5 separate regions of the Mus musculus genome follow, and regions 1, 2, 3 and 4 are each linked to region 5. A link is a contact called in public Hi-C and HiChIP or PLAC-seq data. All regions are on one chromosome and are shown on one strand. The core of a region is the stretch at or near the end of the contact, and the rest is flanking DNA. Distances in the headings are between cores, read along the strand shown. Region 1 has its middle 4.1 kb from the start of Gm30695. Region 2 overlaps Runx1 (runt related transcription factor 1). Region 3 overlaps Runx1 (runt related transcription factor 1). Region 4 overlaps Runx1 (runt related transcription factor 1). Region 5 has its middle 22 kb from the start of Gm30474.

What was found. Hi-C and Micro-C count contacts between places; a contact is called where the count stands out from the background. HiChIP or PLAC-seq counts read pairs in DNA pulled down with a chosen protein or histone mark.
Region 1: a contact with region 5 is called in a Hi-C map of the C2C12 cell line, with 2.4 times the contacts expected there. The contact joins two enhancer-like sites. A contact is called at or near these places in 1 of 15 datasets of contacts at CTCF or cohesin (the NIH/3T3 cell line), 7 of 484 Hi-C or Micro-C datasets (the C2C12 cell line, adipose-derived mesenchymal stem cells, embryonic fibroblasts and 3 more), 2 of 115 datasets of contacts at active chromatin or transcription factors (embryonic stem cells and pancreatic cancer cells) and 1 of 9 other capture datasets (embryonic stem cells).
Region 2: a contact with region 5 is called in a Hi-C map of bone marrow-derived macrophages, with 18 read pairs. The contact joins two enhancer-like sites. A contact is called at or near these places in 1 of 484 Hi-C or Micro-C datasets (bone marrow-derived macrophages) and 1 of 9 other capture datasets (embryonic stem cells).
Region 3: a contact with region 5 is called in an H3K4me3 HiChIP or PLAC-seq map of bone marrow-derived macrophages, with 2.8 times the contacts expected there. The contact joins two enhancer-like sites. A contact is called at or near these places in 4 of 15 datasets of contacts at CTCF or cohesin (CD8 T cells, the NIH/3T3 cell line, large pre-B cells and 1 more), 31 of 484 Hi-C or Micro-C datasets (3T3-L1-derived adipocytes, the C2C12 cell line, the NIH/3T3 cell line and 15 more) and 31 of 115 datasets of contacts at active chromatin or transcription factors (the 230-238 cell line, the NIH/3T3 cell line, the SCID.adh cell line and 23 more).
Region 4: a contact with region 5 is called in a Hi-C map of the C2C12 cell line, with 5 times the contacts expected there. The contact joins two enhancer-like sites. A contact is called at or near these places in 2 of 484 Hi-C or Micro-C datasets (the C2C12 cell line and muscle stem cells), 2 of 115 datasets of contacts at active chromatin or transcription factors (embryonic fibroblasts and fibro-adipogenic progenitors) and 1 of 9 other capture datasets (embryonic stem cells).

The regions. Positions count from the first base shown.
Region 1 is chr16:93,534,088-93,536,787 of GRCm38.p6, reverse strand. No RefSeq gene overlaps it. Among named protein-coding and RNA genes, the nearest start is that of Gm30695, 4.1 kb to the right of the region's middle. Within about 2 kb of position 1,372, at least 17 of the 459 cell types and tissues checked have an H3K27ac peak or open chromatin away from gene starts, as enhancers often do. A contact at or near this core is called in the C2C12 cell line, where this site is marked.
Region 2 is chr16:92,674,551-92,677,250 of GRCm38.p6, reverse strand. All of the region lies in intron 4 of Runx1 (runt related transcription factor 1), which reads left to right. Among named protein-coding and RNA genes, the nearest start is that of Gm30224, 80 kb to the right of the region's middle. Within about 2 kb of position 1,365, at least 56 of the 459 cell types and tissues checked have an H3K27ac peak or open chromatin away from gene starts, as enhancers often do. A contact at or near this core is called in bone marrow-derived macrophages, where this site is marked.
Region 3 is chr16:92,690,908-92,693,607 of GRCm38.p6, reverse strand. The region is part of intron 3 of Runx1 (runt related transcription factor 1); the gene reads left to right. Among named protein-coding and RNA genes, the nearest start is that of Gm30281, 70 kb to the left of the region's middle. Within about 2 kb of position 1,282, at least 18 of the 459 cell types and tissues checked have an H3K27ac peak or open chromatin away from gene starts, as enhancers often do. A contact at or near this core is called in bone marrow-derived macrophages, where this site is marked.
Region 4 is chr16:92,787,349-92,790,048 of GRCm38.p6, reverse strand. The region is part of intron 2 of Runx1 (runt related transcription factor 1); the gene reads left to right. Among named protein-coding and RNA genes, the nearest start is that of Gm30281, 26 kb to the right of the region's middle. Within about 2 kb of position 1,433, at least 60 of the 459 cell types and tissues checked have an H3K27ac peak or open chromatin away from gene starts, as enhancers often do. A contact at or near this core is called in the C2C12 cell line, where this site is marked.
Region 5 is chr16:93,108,459-93,111,158 of GRCm38.p6, reverse strand. No RefSeq gene overlaps it. Among named protein-coding and RNA genes, the nearest start is that of Gm30474, 22 kb to the left of the region's middle. Within about 2 kb of position 1,353, at least 58 of the 459 cell types and tissues checked have an H3K27ac peak or open chromatin away from gene starts, as enhancers often do. A contact at or near this core is called in the C2C12 cell line and bone marrow-derived macrophages, where this site is marked.

The DNA.
Region 1 (2,700 bases), core at 123-2,622, 430 kb before region 5:
TCCTTCTTCCTTCCTTCCTTCCTCCCTCCCTCCCTCCTCCTTCTTCCTTCCTTCCTTCCTTCCTTCCTTCCTTCCTTCCTTTCCTTCTTGATTTGATGCTAGTGACCTTTTTATTTTATCCTTTAGAACCTTCCAGAGAATTTGTTTTAGGGAAGGTTAGTGGTAGAAAACTTCTTCAGCTAATATCCCACCCCCTCTCTCTGTCAAGGTTAGGGTTAGGCCTCCTCTCCTTCCCCTTCCTCTCCCCCTCCCTCTCTCAGGGAGAACAGGTAGGCTCAGTCACTGTTCTTGCCACTTTCAAGAGCTCGCTTTCTTTATAAAGTTTGATTAGCATGTGTCTCAGTGATGGCCTCTTTGGGTTCATTTTTCCTAAAATTCCAATGCTTTTGTTGCTGTGTAGAGTGAGGGACATCATGCAAGAAGGACAGACAACTCCTGAAGCCACCTAACCCATTATCAAGGAACACAAATCAGAAGCAATGGCCTTTGAATAATTTCAGGCATTATTGCCACCTTCAAGGACACAAAGGGCTCCCAATGTTGGTTCTTGTATCTCTATTCTATTTATAGCTCTATTGCCCCTGTAGAAACCTAACAATTGTGGCAGACACTAGGACACTGTGAACTCATTTAGGATACAGTGTCCTATGAAGCTGTTGTAGTGGGTGTGTCAAACTTATGGGTGAAGATGAGCACACATGCTCAGACTCTGTGTGGCCAATAATCTGTCAAATGCTTTCTCCATTACTGGGGTGGGGGTGGTATTAGTCACTGGTCTTTACATGGCAAAGGCAGCCATGCACACTCACTCTCTGCAGGCCCGCAACAACCCAGGTCATCTGCAAGGTCTACAGAGCCGTGTTCTTGTCTAGCTAGTAGTAGTGACGGAATGTTGATCACAGAGTGGGGTGTGTAACCAATGCCCTGTTACAGTAACTCCCAACCTGGAGTGACTTAAACCTAGAAGAAATTTGAGAGTATTTGAAGACAGTTGTTGGCTGACATATTGTAGGACTGAACGCAAGTGGCATGAGGTAGTAGACTCTTGAGGTGCTACCACACATCCTAGAGGCCAAAGGGTGGCTCTCCACCCTAATAAATGACTCAAAATGTGACTAATGCCAAGGCTAAGAAACACTTCCCTGAAAGACCGCTGTGTACCACAGGTGGGAGATTCGTCTTGTGACATTCATGTGAAGGGAATTTCTGAGGATGTCTAAGGTTTGGGGCATCCAGAACATCCTCTCTGGTTAAATAATAAATCACACATATTAAGCATTTGCTGAATAACTGAGTGAATAAGAAGCATACAGGATATTTCCTGGTGCCAACGGAAGGCTGCCTGAGAGCCAGCCTCCCAGGGGAAGGCAGGCATTTGCTGTGGCCAGAGGCCAGGAGAGGCTGGAGGCACAGCCTTCGAGAAGGCTGTGGCGTATATGGTTTATGTTCTATTCATTTAACACTCAGCCACAGGAGGTAAGAGGGCAAACAAGTGGCTTTTACCACAAGAGAAACAAGGCTGGTCTGTGTTCTAGAATGTCACTGGAGGGCTGGTTAGGGAGGTGTCTCTGAAGGATGAGGAACCAGGGTCAGTTAAACAAGTTTGCCTTCTTTCTGCAATGGTCATTTGAGAAGAGATGGATCTCTGCTGAGTAGAGTAAAGGCGGAAACTTCCCAGGCTCTGGGAAGATTTGGGGACACCTCCCAGTAACTGGTGACTGAACAGGGATGTGAGCTGAGAGGGGCAGGGGCGACACAGGGCCCCAGGTCTGCAGGTCTTCAGTGACTGTAGAGTTCAGGAGGAGAATGCAGATTTAAGCAACATCTTGGGGGCCAGCTTATGGATATTATATTAGATATTAAAGATGTGAGATTACAAGATGTCCAGAAGGTAGGTAGGAAAACGGCAGAGTCTTCTGAGGATGGGACCCTGGGAGACTTCACTTTGAAGCAAACATCTTGAAGCAAAGATGTCAAATTATGCATGACCATTTTACCTTTCCTTGGAATCAATTTGGGCAGGAGTAGTATTTCATAGACAAGCAACTCCTGCCTGAGGAGCTATGGGTAGCTGAAGAGGCAGGGGGAGTCAGCTTCCTTTAAGGTGAACTGAACTGAGTGCCTGTGGATGGCTCCACACCCATACTTGGGAATCACAAGTCGGATTCGGTGGCTTATTAAAAGAAGGTGTGAGGATTCGGGAGGATTATGGGGATAATGAGTGACTCTGTTCAGAATATAGTGTATACAGATATAAATCGTCAAAGAATTAAAATGTATTTTTCAAAGGAGGAAAAGGCTCCTGTTGATATAGCTGGACACTTCTGGAACTTACAGTCAAACTCAGTCATCCCTGCATCTCAGGCTAGCCCACCATCTACAAACTTACTTTTTGGACATATTTTAGATTTTCAAAATGAGTTTTTTTACATGACAACATCTGTGAATAGTGAATTATCAAAATTGCCAATGTATCTACACGTTGACATAGTCATCTCTTTTTTTTTCTTTCATCCTAATAATCATTATTATTTTCTTTGTGTGTGTGTGTGTGTGTGTGTGTGTGTGAGTATGTGTGTGTGTGAGTATGTGTGAGTGCACGTGCTCGAGCGGGGATGTGTGTGTCACCGCATGTGATAGTCTTTTACCACAGGTTCGGAGAATCAAACTCAGGTTGTACAAGTACTTTCGTCCACTGAG
Region 2 (2,700 bases), core at 116-2,615, 430 kb after region 5:
TGTTTTTGTTGTTGTTGTTGGGTTTTTTTTTTTGGTTTTTTGTTTTTTTATTTTGTTTGGGTTTGGTTTTTGGAGCTTTCTCTGTGTAACATTGGCTGCCCTGGAACTCACTCTGTAGACCAGGCTGACCTCAAACTCACAGAGATCTGCTTGCCTCTGCCTCCCTAGTGCTGGGATTAAAGTGGGGTATAAGCGCCCTGCTCTATTTAATTTAAATAACATTAGAACAAAAGACACAAATAGGGTCCAAGCCCAGCCCCTGAGCTCTACTGAGTCACTTCCAGAGAACTCCAGAGAATGTCACACATGGCTTTCCCATTCTCCAAGTGGATGGCTCACTCTCAAACTGCTGGTCACTCCGCACAACCAGGCAAAGGTTGTTTCTATGGAGAACTGAGTTCTGTGCTTCAAGTTTTCAGTTAGGCTCTTGAGGCTTGGACGTTGGCCAAGAGCAGAGACTCTGGTCTGCATTCTGCCTACATGGACACAGACAGGACAGGGTCAGGCCAGCTGGACACAGGGGCTCTTCGCACGAATATCAGTCAGCCTACAGAAGCTGTGCAAGTCCAATGGGTTGTGTCCTGCCTATAAGTCCCTAAGTAAATTATGCAACTCTACCGTCAACAGATCATGGTGGAAATAGCAAGAGGAAGGGAAATGGAACGGACACACGTGTAAGTGCCGGCTGTTAGGAAGCACCGGTGGGAAAATAAGGGGGGAAATGCTAAGTGCATGCTGGGAATATCCTGCAAACACAGAAGTTATCCCTGGAATCTGGGGGAGAGCATTCATTTCCTTGGAAAAAAAAAAAGTCCCCAACCGTGTGTGTGTGTGTGTGTGTGTGTGTGTGTGTGTGTGGTTAGGCTTGCACATGTGTACACATGTGTGGATCTCAGAGGACAATTTGTGGGAACCAGTCTCCCCTTTTTCAGTATAGGTGCCAGGGACTGAACTCAGGTGGCTGGGCTTGGCCGCAGGCCTCCACTCACTGAGCCCTGTCGCTGGCCTGGGTGCGTGCATTTCCATGCTCAGAGTTACTTGTACCCAGAATTGGACATGGCATAATCTACGGTCCCCTGTAACCTTGGAGAATCTTCGGGGATTTCCTGAGTTTGTGAAGAGCAGACCTCCCTCCCAGCCCTTCCTGGCTGTTTTGATTTTTCAAAGGCAACATTTTAAAAAGAAAGTTTCCTTCCACTTGCTTTGGGGTGCCTAAAGTAGCAACTGTGCAGAAGGTTCCCTCAGAGAGACACAAAGAGAGGGATGTTACCGGTACTGCTTAAGGAAAATGGCTACCCCACATCCCCCGGGCAGAAGATCCTTTGCATGTGTAATCTTCCTTTTCGTGACAAAGGGCAAGTTTCACATCCCCAGAAACAGTCCCCAAAAGGAGAAGATGACTCATGTGTCCCAACCTACACCAAGGAGAATGAGAGTTACGGAGCCACTGAGAACGGGGGGTGGGGGGTGGGGATAGAGCAGCCCACCCACAGGCCAAGAAGGGCAGCGGGCTCCCAGCAAGAGACTGGAGGCCAACGGGCTTGGAGGGCGGGGCAGGGGTCAAGCTGGAATGTAGTGATGTTTAGAGCCTGGGCAAGCAGTGATCTTCAGCCACCTATCTTCTTGCTTACTTTTTGCTTCCTGCCCTCAGCCCTCCTAGGGGAAGCCATATACAGTGTTATAGTATCTTGATCCTGCAGTTTAGTCATTTGCTACATGCAAAGGGAAGCAGTGTGTCTCAGGCTAGACAGAGAGGCAGGGTCCTGCTGATTCTGTATTAGACCCCAGGGCTGTCAGTGTCCACCACTGAGTCCTCCCCTGAGGCCCTGGGACTGCCTGGCCTTGCAAAGCATGCCCCACAGCCCCAGCAAGTGTCCAGGAAGGCTCACCCCGTGACCTTCTTTCCAACTAAATAAAGCAGTTCGTATTTTGTTCTGCCCTTTGGATGGGCAGACTGGCGTCGAGGAGGACGCCACATGTTGCTGTCTTGGCTTGTTTATATAGTGGATCAGCCCCTCGCTGTCATGCCTTAAAGGGTGGCCAGCTGGTGATGCAGCCATGAACCGCCAAGTTCAAGTAGAAATCAGTCTGAGCAGCAATTCTGACACCTGTTGAGCGTTCCTCCTCTTCCCCAATTCCTCCCCCATCAGGTGTCCTTGGGCAGCTCACAAAAGCTGTTACCACTTTGTATTTTGCAGAAGAGAAAGCTAGGGCTGTGAGACAGTAACAAAGTTGCCCTTGAGTATGACTGTACAGGCAACGAGTGGGATTCGAACACGGGTATACTGGGTTGCTGAGCTCTCACACTTAGCCCTCTCCCTATGTACTTCCAGCTCTGGAATGTTCTGAGCAAGCTTTGTCTCTGGATGCTTGGCTGAGTCCAGACTTCCCCCTTCTTCCCCTGGTCTTTCTTTTTTGATGCTCCTTCCTCTTGCCTTCAGCCCTCTTGTCACTCCTGTCAAATATCAGTCCTCTGGGATCACAGCCATCCACTGAAGCTGATGCGGCGGGTTCCTTCAGTACCAGGAGCAGAATAAAGATTTCGAGGCTTCCCCCTCTCTGTCGGCCCTCTCACTGGCTGGATGATTCAGAGCATCAGTGGCTTACCGCTTGCCCCTCTACCACCAAAAGCCTCTGCCTCCAGCCAATGCCCCTGATCAGCACCAAAGTGATCTATGTCCTGGCCAGCCAGGGTTTCTG
Region 3 (2,700 bases), core at 33-2,532, 420 kb after region 5:
TACCACATGGAAATGTTTATTTTTCTTTTCAAAAGAATTAAAGACCTTACACATTGCCTTTACAAGCCACGAAAAATAATTTTTTCCTTTTAACAAAAATAATCACTGCCGTAGAGATTCCCCTTTACAAATGATTTTGGAAAGACCTCAGTGTGTTTCCCTGAGTGACAGCCAGGAGCCATGACAAAGGTCACGGTGGACAGGGAAGTTGAAAAATCAGACCTCTGGATTAATATCTGTCACCACCTATGCTGTCCCACAGAGGGACGGCTGCTTCAAGGAGCTCACCAGTCAGTAGATAGAATTTGCGGAGGGAAAGGAGATTTAAAGGCTGGGTTTAAGAGGAAGCTGGACTTGGAAACAGACCATCTTCCTTGCTGTATTTTCTATGGGCCCTGGCCCCTCTGTGTGCCAGCTCCTACCAAACACACAGAAGCAGTTTCTACCAACAGTCTTTACATTTACATGTGAATTAAGATTCCGGAATCTCTTTAGGGGTTAACCCTGCAGGACTTATCCTATTCCCTGCTGCCGCCACCACCCCCAGATAAAAATCGGATGATGTGAAGCCCTGTTCAGATCACTTGTAGAAGAGCATCTCCCGGAACCTTCCGGAATCTTGTTAAGTCCTCCGCTTTAATCTTCAGAATTATCAGGAGACTTACAATCATGAAGTCCCTTGAAAATTGATTAAAATTATGCTAATTAGTCCTCCCATCCTCCACCCCTCTTTCCACCTATAGACTGTTTATCTCAGCATAGAAGAAACACTTAATTTCACTGCCGAGAAACTGGGAAATCTGCTCCATACTACACAATATTTGCAGATACCGTCTACAAAGTTGTCTAGGTGACTTGCAGTAGATTTTATAATACTGTAATAAAAGAATTTGTTTAGCCCCTGGTACACCAGAGCACAAAAATATAAACATACCTTTATCAGGGAAGTTCAAAGACCATGGGTGCTGATGGAATATGCTTTCCAATAAATAAATAAATAAATAAATAAATAAATAAAATTCTGGCCGGAAGACCATGATCCCTAGCTATGTGTTAAATGTCATCTCAGATAAATTCTACGTTCCATTCCACAGCCTCTTTGAAACTCTGGAAGATTAGAGAATTTGCAGTAACTAAGTTGTTGCTTTAATTTCAACCTGTAAAATTGTTGGAAAATGCCAGTTTCAAACTAAGAATAGGCTAGCCAAGAACAGTGCTGGGAAGTCCTCAGAGCAGAGAAGACAGCTGACATTTGGCCCAACTTCCTGATACTTGAAGAACAGAGAAGTTCAACAAAATATGAGCTATCTTGGGCCAGCAAGTCCCTTCTTGTCTGTTTGGTCTGTACTAAATGTAAATGTTTCTCTTGCCTTACCTATTGTTTATAGCTTTTTACTGCAGACACTGCTTTGTATTTCTGTTTGAAGTTTGATTTCTTTTCATTATTTCTATATCATCTCTCAGTGACAAAAATCTATATCAAATTGGAAGACATCTTAGCTTTAAATAAAACAACAACAGTGCTAGTAACCTAGCCTAGGTGTGCTTGTCATTGTTTTAAGTACAGAGTTAAATGTCCCTGGATTTAATTTTGTCTCCTTCCCTTCTCCATCAAAACTCTTTGGAGATAAATCAAAAAGCCCAAGAAGTAGTAACCGAGCCACTGGATGCCCCCTTCCTGCTTCCTTTAGAAATGGGGGTGATGCAATTTAAACTCCTAATTTTTAGACTTTTGAATTCCAACATCAACAAGCTTTTCTTGGCCACCATGGTCCTCTTGTGCTGTAGACGAGGGGGCCTCATGGGTTTGACCTCTTGGTAATGAGGGATCCCTGGAACAACCATGGTAAACTGAGGCACGGTGGGGCACAGTGGGAATTCATGACTTGGCGTGCCTTTGGGCGCTCTGGAACAGGATTTATTCATTTTGGCCTCTTAGGAGATATGGGCCCCAACAGTCAGGCATTCAGACTGGAAGCCCGGATGTCGATTCAGTGCCCTCGGAGCCCAGTGGGTGTTGAGATGAACTGGAAAGGCCTAGGTCTCCACAGGGAGATGAAGGCAAGGAAGTGAAGCATTTTCACAGAGGGTATCTCATCCTTGTGAGCAAACTGTGCAGAGGGAAATGAAAACATTGATGAGAGAGATGGGGGGAAAAATAGACAGAAAACAGAATTTACAGGAGTAACATTTTGTAGGAATAGAAAGAAAAGATAATAATGATCAATTAACCGAGCAGGGGAATTTATTTCAATGATGTTCTTTGAAACAAAAGAGTTGTCTTATTACCACTCCTAATTAAAGGCATCAAACATTTGTGGTGGGATAGAAACATCTAATTACATATTGCTTGGAGAATAAGCGTTTTTAAAATCTCCTTTGTAGAAAACACGTCCAACAGTTGACATGAAAGGGTTAAAAGCAGAGGCAAGGGGCCGCAGGGTCCTTGTTTCACAAAGCAAGTGAGTGAAAACAGATAAAAATTAAAGAGATAGCAAGATACATACCCAGTCCTAGAGAGCAGAGTGTCCTAGTGATGTCCTAGGGGTCCCCTCTGTCCATTTCTCAGGGTAGCTGGGGCAATTTCCTGACATAGGTTCTTTAGAACGCAGGAGATAGAGCAGCCACAATGAATAAAATCGCCCAGATAGCCATCTGCAGGACATCGAACAGCGGGAAGGAGACATGACTAAGCACCCA
Region 4 (2,700 bases), core at 184-2,683, 320 kb after region 5:
TGAGTTAGTCATGAAACACTGAGGCACAAAAAATGAAACTGACCTTGGGGCCTTGGAGAGAGTCAGAGAAACGTTGCTCCGTGACAGTGACAGTGACATGGCAAGAACTTAAAGCCAGGGCACTGCTGCTGTGTTCTTGGAGGTTTGGTGTCCTCCAGGGTGGAATGTCCACCGGAAGCCTAGGACAGTCACCTCCCCAAGATGCCAGAAGTGGGAGCCTGTCTCCATTCTGCCCTTGAACATTCACTGTTTCCTCTCTGCAGAGCCATGGTCTCATTACAGAAGGAAATCTGCCCATACAGAGGCCATAGGATGGGCTGGAAGTAGGGGTAGGGGGATGGGAAGGGGTTGTGTGTTTAGTTCACCAAATCGCTGATCCACCCAGGAGAGTGAGATAGTCTATCAGCAAAGAATGAAGAGATGAAGACGGAATTTGTGAGCGTGAACTTTGAGATTCAGCCTTGCCTTCTCTTAAAATTCTCATAGATGGGAGCTGATTTCATTCTGGGGCTTTTGAAATGTGCTATAAGACTAAAGACTTCACTGCTAGTGCTGTGCCAAGGTGCTTACAGAGAAACCTATGTCTCACGTTCCTATCTATCTATCTATCTATCTATCTATCTATCTACCTATCATCTATCTATAGTCTTCATGTAGACTCTTTTAGTTTGCTGGCCTGTTTTTTTTTTTTTTTTTGTCTGTTTGTTGTTTTGAGACAGAATCTTGCTAGCTTGCCTAGGCTGGCCGAACATTAAGTAGCCCAGGCTGCCCCCAGATCCACAATCCTCATGACTCAACCTCCCACATGCCAGGATTCCAGATTTATGCAACGACATGAACCTCCACAGCTTATGGGTGCATACAAAAGGCATGTCCTGGGGCTTTCTATACCTGTTTGTTTTCTGAGACAGGGCATCTTTTGAACTCAAGTCCTTGTGCTTGCAAAGCATAAGCCACCCCTTAGTTCTGTTATTACTTTGAAGATGTTTCACACGTGCTCAGGTTAGGCACTTAGTGACAGTCACTGTCACTGTCAGCCTGTTCATCACCAGGGTAGGAAATTCTTCTTGCTGGTCTCAGGGACAGCTCAGTCCTCCTGTCCTTCGGTAACAGCCATCCCTGGGAACGAAGAGGCTCCCTCACAAGGTATCGACCCTCACACAGAATCTGTGGTTCTGGGATATTTTCTCTCAGAGACTTCCCGTCTTCAGGAGGTCAGTGATGTAATTCAGGACCATGTTCCCAAGATTGATTTAAAACGAGAGGCGGGTGAGTCACCTTTTAACAGACAGCTTTCCTCTTGGTCACTCGTCATCAAAGTGGAGATCATCAGTTAAGCATGAAATTGAACATTTGTTTGGACGTAGTCGCGTCTACAAGTCCTAAGTGTCTCCCTGCGGGAGGCTCCCATTCCGGCCTACCCAGCTCAGTCACTTGCAGACAGCTCTGCAATGTTCCCGCCAGCTGTCGGCTCCTTGCTATGGAGACTCGCTCTCACCCAGATGAAGCCAAGTGCTGGCATCCCACACAGTCATAACTGCATCTCCACTCTCAGGGCCCCTTTGCCATTGATGATTAAGATGGATTAAGATCCCCTGATGACTTTCTCAGATGGGGAAGTGATTTCACATGGATTGTGATCCAGAGAGCCAAGCCTTGGATGTGAGGATCTGGAGACAGCCCAGAGGAACAAACTTGCTTCTCAGATGGAGGAAGCAAAAGAAATCAGCACTGCTTCTTCACGTGTGTGGTGACAATTCACCGTCCAGCACGGCTGTGCTCCCCAGGGCACTACAAAATTCCCCTCGTATTCGCTTGCTTTATTGCAAAAGGGCAAGGTGCAGATATATTTATCTCCTCCGTGTGCATTTAGTAAGTTGTTATCTTGAGGATTGTCTATGTGCTTATTATGTGTTCTGTCCTGGTAATGTGGCAGTGACCAAAGATGGCGATCCTCAATGGTGAGAAATACATCAAGTGAGCCAGCCTCACCTACTCAGTAAGGTCCAGGCCGTGAGAGACCCTGTCTAGGAAAAAGAAAAACAACCACAACAGAGCACTATCAAACACTATCTGAGGTATGTTTCCCCACCTCCTACCTCCACACACATCTGCACATATATGTGTGCACACATATACATACACACACACACACACACACACACACACTCATGGAGAGAGTGAGAGAGAGAAAGAGAGATTCCATTGGGATTTCAGTAAGTACTACATTCAATCTGTAGATTGCTTGATTGTCCTCTCAATGGCATGGATCACAGTCTCTCAAAAGCATGGATCACAGTCTCTCAATGTCATGGAGCACAGTCTCTCGATGGCATGGAGCACAGTCTCTCAATGTCATGGAGCACAGTCTCTCAAAGTCATGGAGCACAGTCTCTCAATGGCATGGAGCACAGTCTCTCAATGGCATGGAGCACAGTCTCTCAAAGTCATGGAGCACAGTCTCTCAATGGCATGGAGCACAGTCTCTCAATGGCATGGAGGACAGTCTCTCAATGGCATGGAGCACAGTCTCTCAGTGGTTTTGTCTTTCCATTCATTTAGGTCTTTAATTTCCAGGCTGTGCTTTGTAATCTTCAGTCCTGGCAACTTTTGCTCTGTAGTTATTTTCCTAAGGACTTGGCTTTCTACATTTCTAGCTCCTCTTAGGTGTCTCCACCCAGGAAATCTCTTGCTTTCGTT
Region 5 (2,700 bases), core at 104-2,603:
CCCACAGCTGTGTGGAGGGTATTACACACTTGCTTCACAGCCCTCGAAGGCAAGGGGGGCAGTACAAAGACAGAGGCTGCACTACACAGGTGCTCCAGCCAGTGTTGGCTGGATGACTAATGAATGAATGAATGAATGGGTGGATTATGTAACCTATGGTTGAGAGAACTCTGAGGAGGAGGGGCCTCCTTTCCTGGGTTCCCTTGTAGCCCTAGCCCACCCAGAGCTGCGTATGTGCTTCTGCAGCATGGAGAAAAGGAGCAGGCCATGCGCTAGCTCCTAAGTCCTAGATCTGCATTGCACAACTGACTCACGGAGCCCTAAAGACCCCAGAAGCACGTGTGAGTGATCAGCTATTGGCTCGTCTTTCCCTTGATTCTCAAAATTCCAGGTTGTCAGATTACATTCACACAAAGATCCTGCTGAACCAGAAAGATGTCACACCTGGTCTACCCCACCCCTTCCTCTGGTGAACTGGAGAGATGCCATGCAGGCCTGCCCTTTGTTCCCTGTGACTGGTGACACCAAAGTCTCCTGATTCTAAGAAGGACCCATCGTATCCCTTCCGTTTAAAGTGTCCTGTATGTATTCCAGCTTCTGCAGAGGCCTCCTGTGGATGCAAAGCACACATCAACTTGGCAAAGCCTCATCTTGACACGAAAGAAACAAAACCCTGCCAAAAACCAAGGGGCAGCAACAGCAAAGAGACACTCAGGACTTGTTTGTATGTTTAATTTACAATTTCAATGCTATGACAAAAATAAAGTAGGAAAGATGTGGCTTTGCTCATGCTTTCAGAGATTTCAGACTGTGGTCCTTGGCCCAGTGCGCTCTGGGTCTGTGCAGAAGGAGGAACTTCATAGAGGTGGGAGCTAATGATAGGGACATAGCCATGTCATAGCCGATAAAGGAGAGACAGTTATAGATAGATAAACACACACACACACACATATGCACACACAGGTAGACACAGATACATAGGCACACACACACACAGACACAGGGTCACAGACAGAGATAGAGATGGACACAGACAGATAAAGACTCACACAGCGTCAGACAGAGGCACACACACACACACAGAGATAGAGACAGAGATAGACAGAGACAGAGACACAGACAGACAGACATAGACATAGACAGACAGACAGACAGGCAGGCAGACAGAGACATGTTTTCTGTGACATACTTCCTCCAGCTACCCCTCCCCAACATCTAAAGTTTCCAGAACCTCCTAAAATAGCACCAGCAGTTGAGAATCGCGTCTTCAATACGTGAGCCAACCATACAGCGTTGCATGTCTCCTGCTAAAAATAACAAAAGTACGAGTCACCGAGAGGGAGGTAGAGTTGACTCACACTGATTGAGCCACTGGCGTTCATGGCAGTATTGACATTGCTTGTTGGACAGCGGGGAACTGTTAAGAGCCTGTTTTCACTTTCCCAAATTTCCATAAAACGTTTACAAAACACACTTGCTTTTAGTATGATTGTATGGGGAAAGCCATTGGCTCTCCACGCCCTTGGTGTGTGAGGTACGTGTCATAACAAAACAAGAGAGAGGGTGGGTAGGTGGGTAGCCCAGTAGCTACCTCTACAGTGCGTGGCTAGCATGTACAGGACGTTGGTTCAAACCTCAGCAGCAGAGCGGTGGCACATACTGCAATCCCAACAGCCTACCCATAGGTAAAGGCTGGGGGCCCAAGAGCTCGAGATCAGCCTTGGGTATATACAGTAAGCCTGAGGTCGGCTTGGGCTACACTAGACACTGCACGAATCTTCTTAAAAATGTTTACATGGAGTAAACTTGCAGGTAGAACTATTGATGTTCCTCACAAGTTTTTCAAACTTTTTGAATAGTTCCCCCCCCCTTTTTTTAAAGATTGACTTTATTTTGATATTTTATAGAATCTGTTCTGGCAAGAGCCTAGTCACTATTTTAATGGTTGAGAGTGACATGTTAAATAATTAAGCCCTATCTCTTTATGTAGCTAAGACCGCAGAATAGCATCTGTGACATCCTAAGGAAAGCACCAAGCATTGTAATGCCTCAGAACTGGAGAAGTTGGGGCTTGGCCACAACCCCAAAAGATCCAATTTCTGCTTTCAAATATCCTCCATCCTACTGAAGGTCCCTGAGATTAGTGAGCGGCACAAGCACCATGAACTTGAGAATCGACTCTCTGAGAACGTAGCATGTTCTGCGGTGCCCTGTGATGTCAGGGATGCCCCCTCGGATGCTTTCACTTCAATTCACCTCCTCGCTTGTCAACAAGAAGGTTGTGGTCACTTCTCAGGTACATCCACCTCGTTTTGTGAGATAGAATCTCACCCTAACTGGTCATCAAACCCCAGGGACCCAACTGTCACCGCCTCCCCAGAGCTGGCATTACAAGCATGCACCACCACACACACCTTTTTAAGCGTGGGTCCTTGAACTTGGGTCCTCACGCTGTCAAGGCGGACACTTGACTTCCTGCACTGTCTCCCAGGCTTGGTGCCAGTCCTCATTGAGGAATAAGCCAGACATCCAGCAGTTGTATTTGATCTAAAGCTACCCCATCTTGTCCCTGTCACCTAGGTGTGCACAACACGAGCTTTCTGTACTCTTTATCCTAGAAGACAGAAGCCATCTCTGCACACCAAGGACCATAAGACAATATGGATTTCATGACTCCCTCAAACGTTCGTTAAGGCTGGC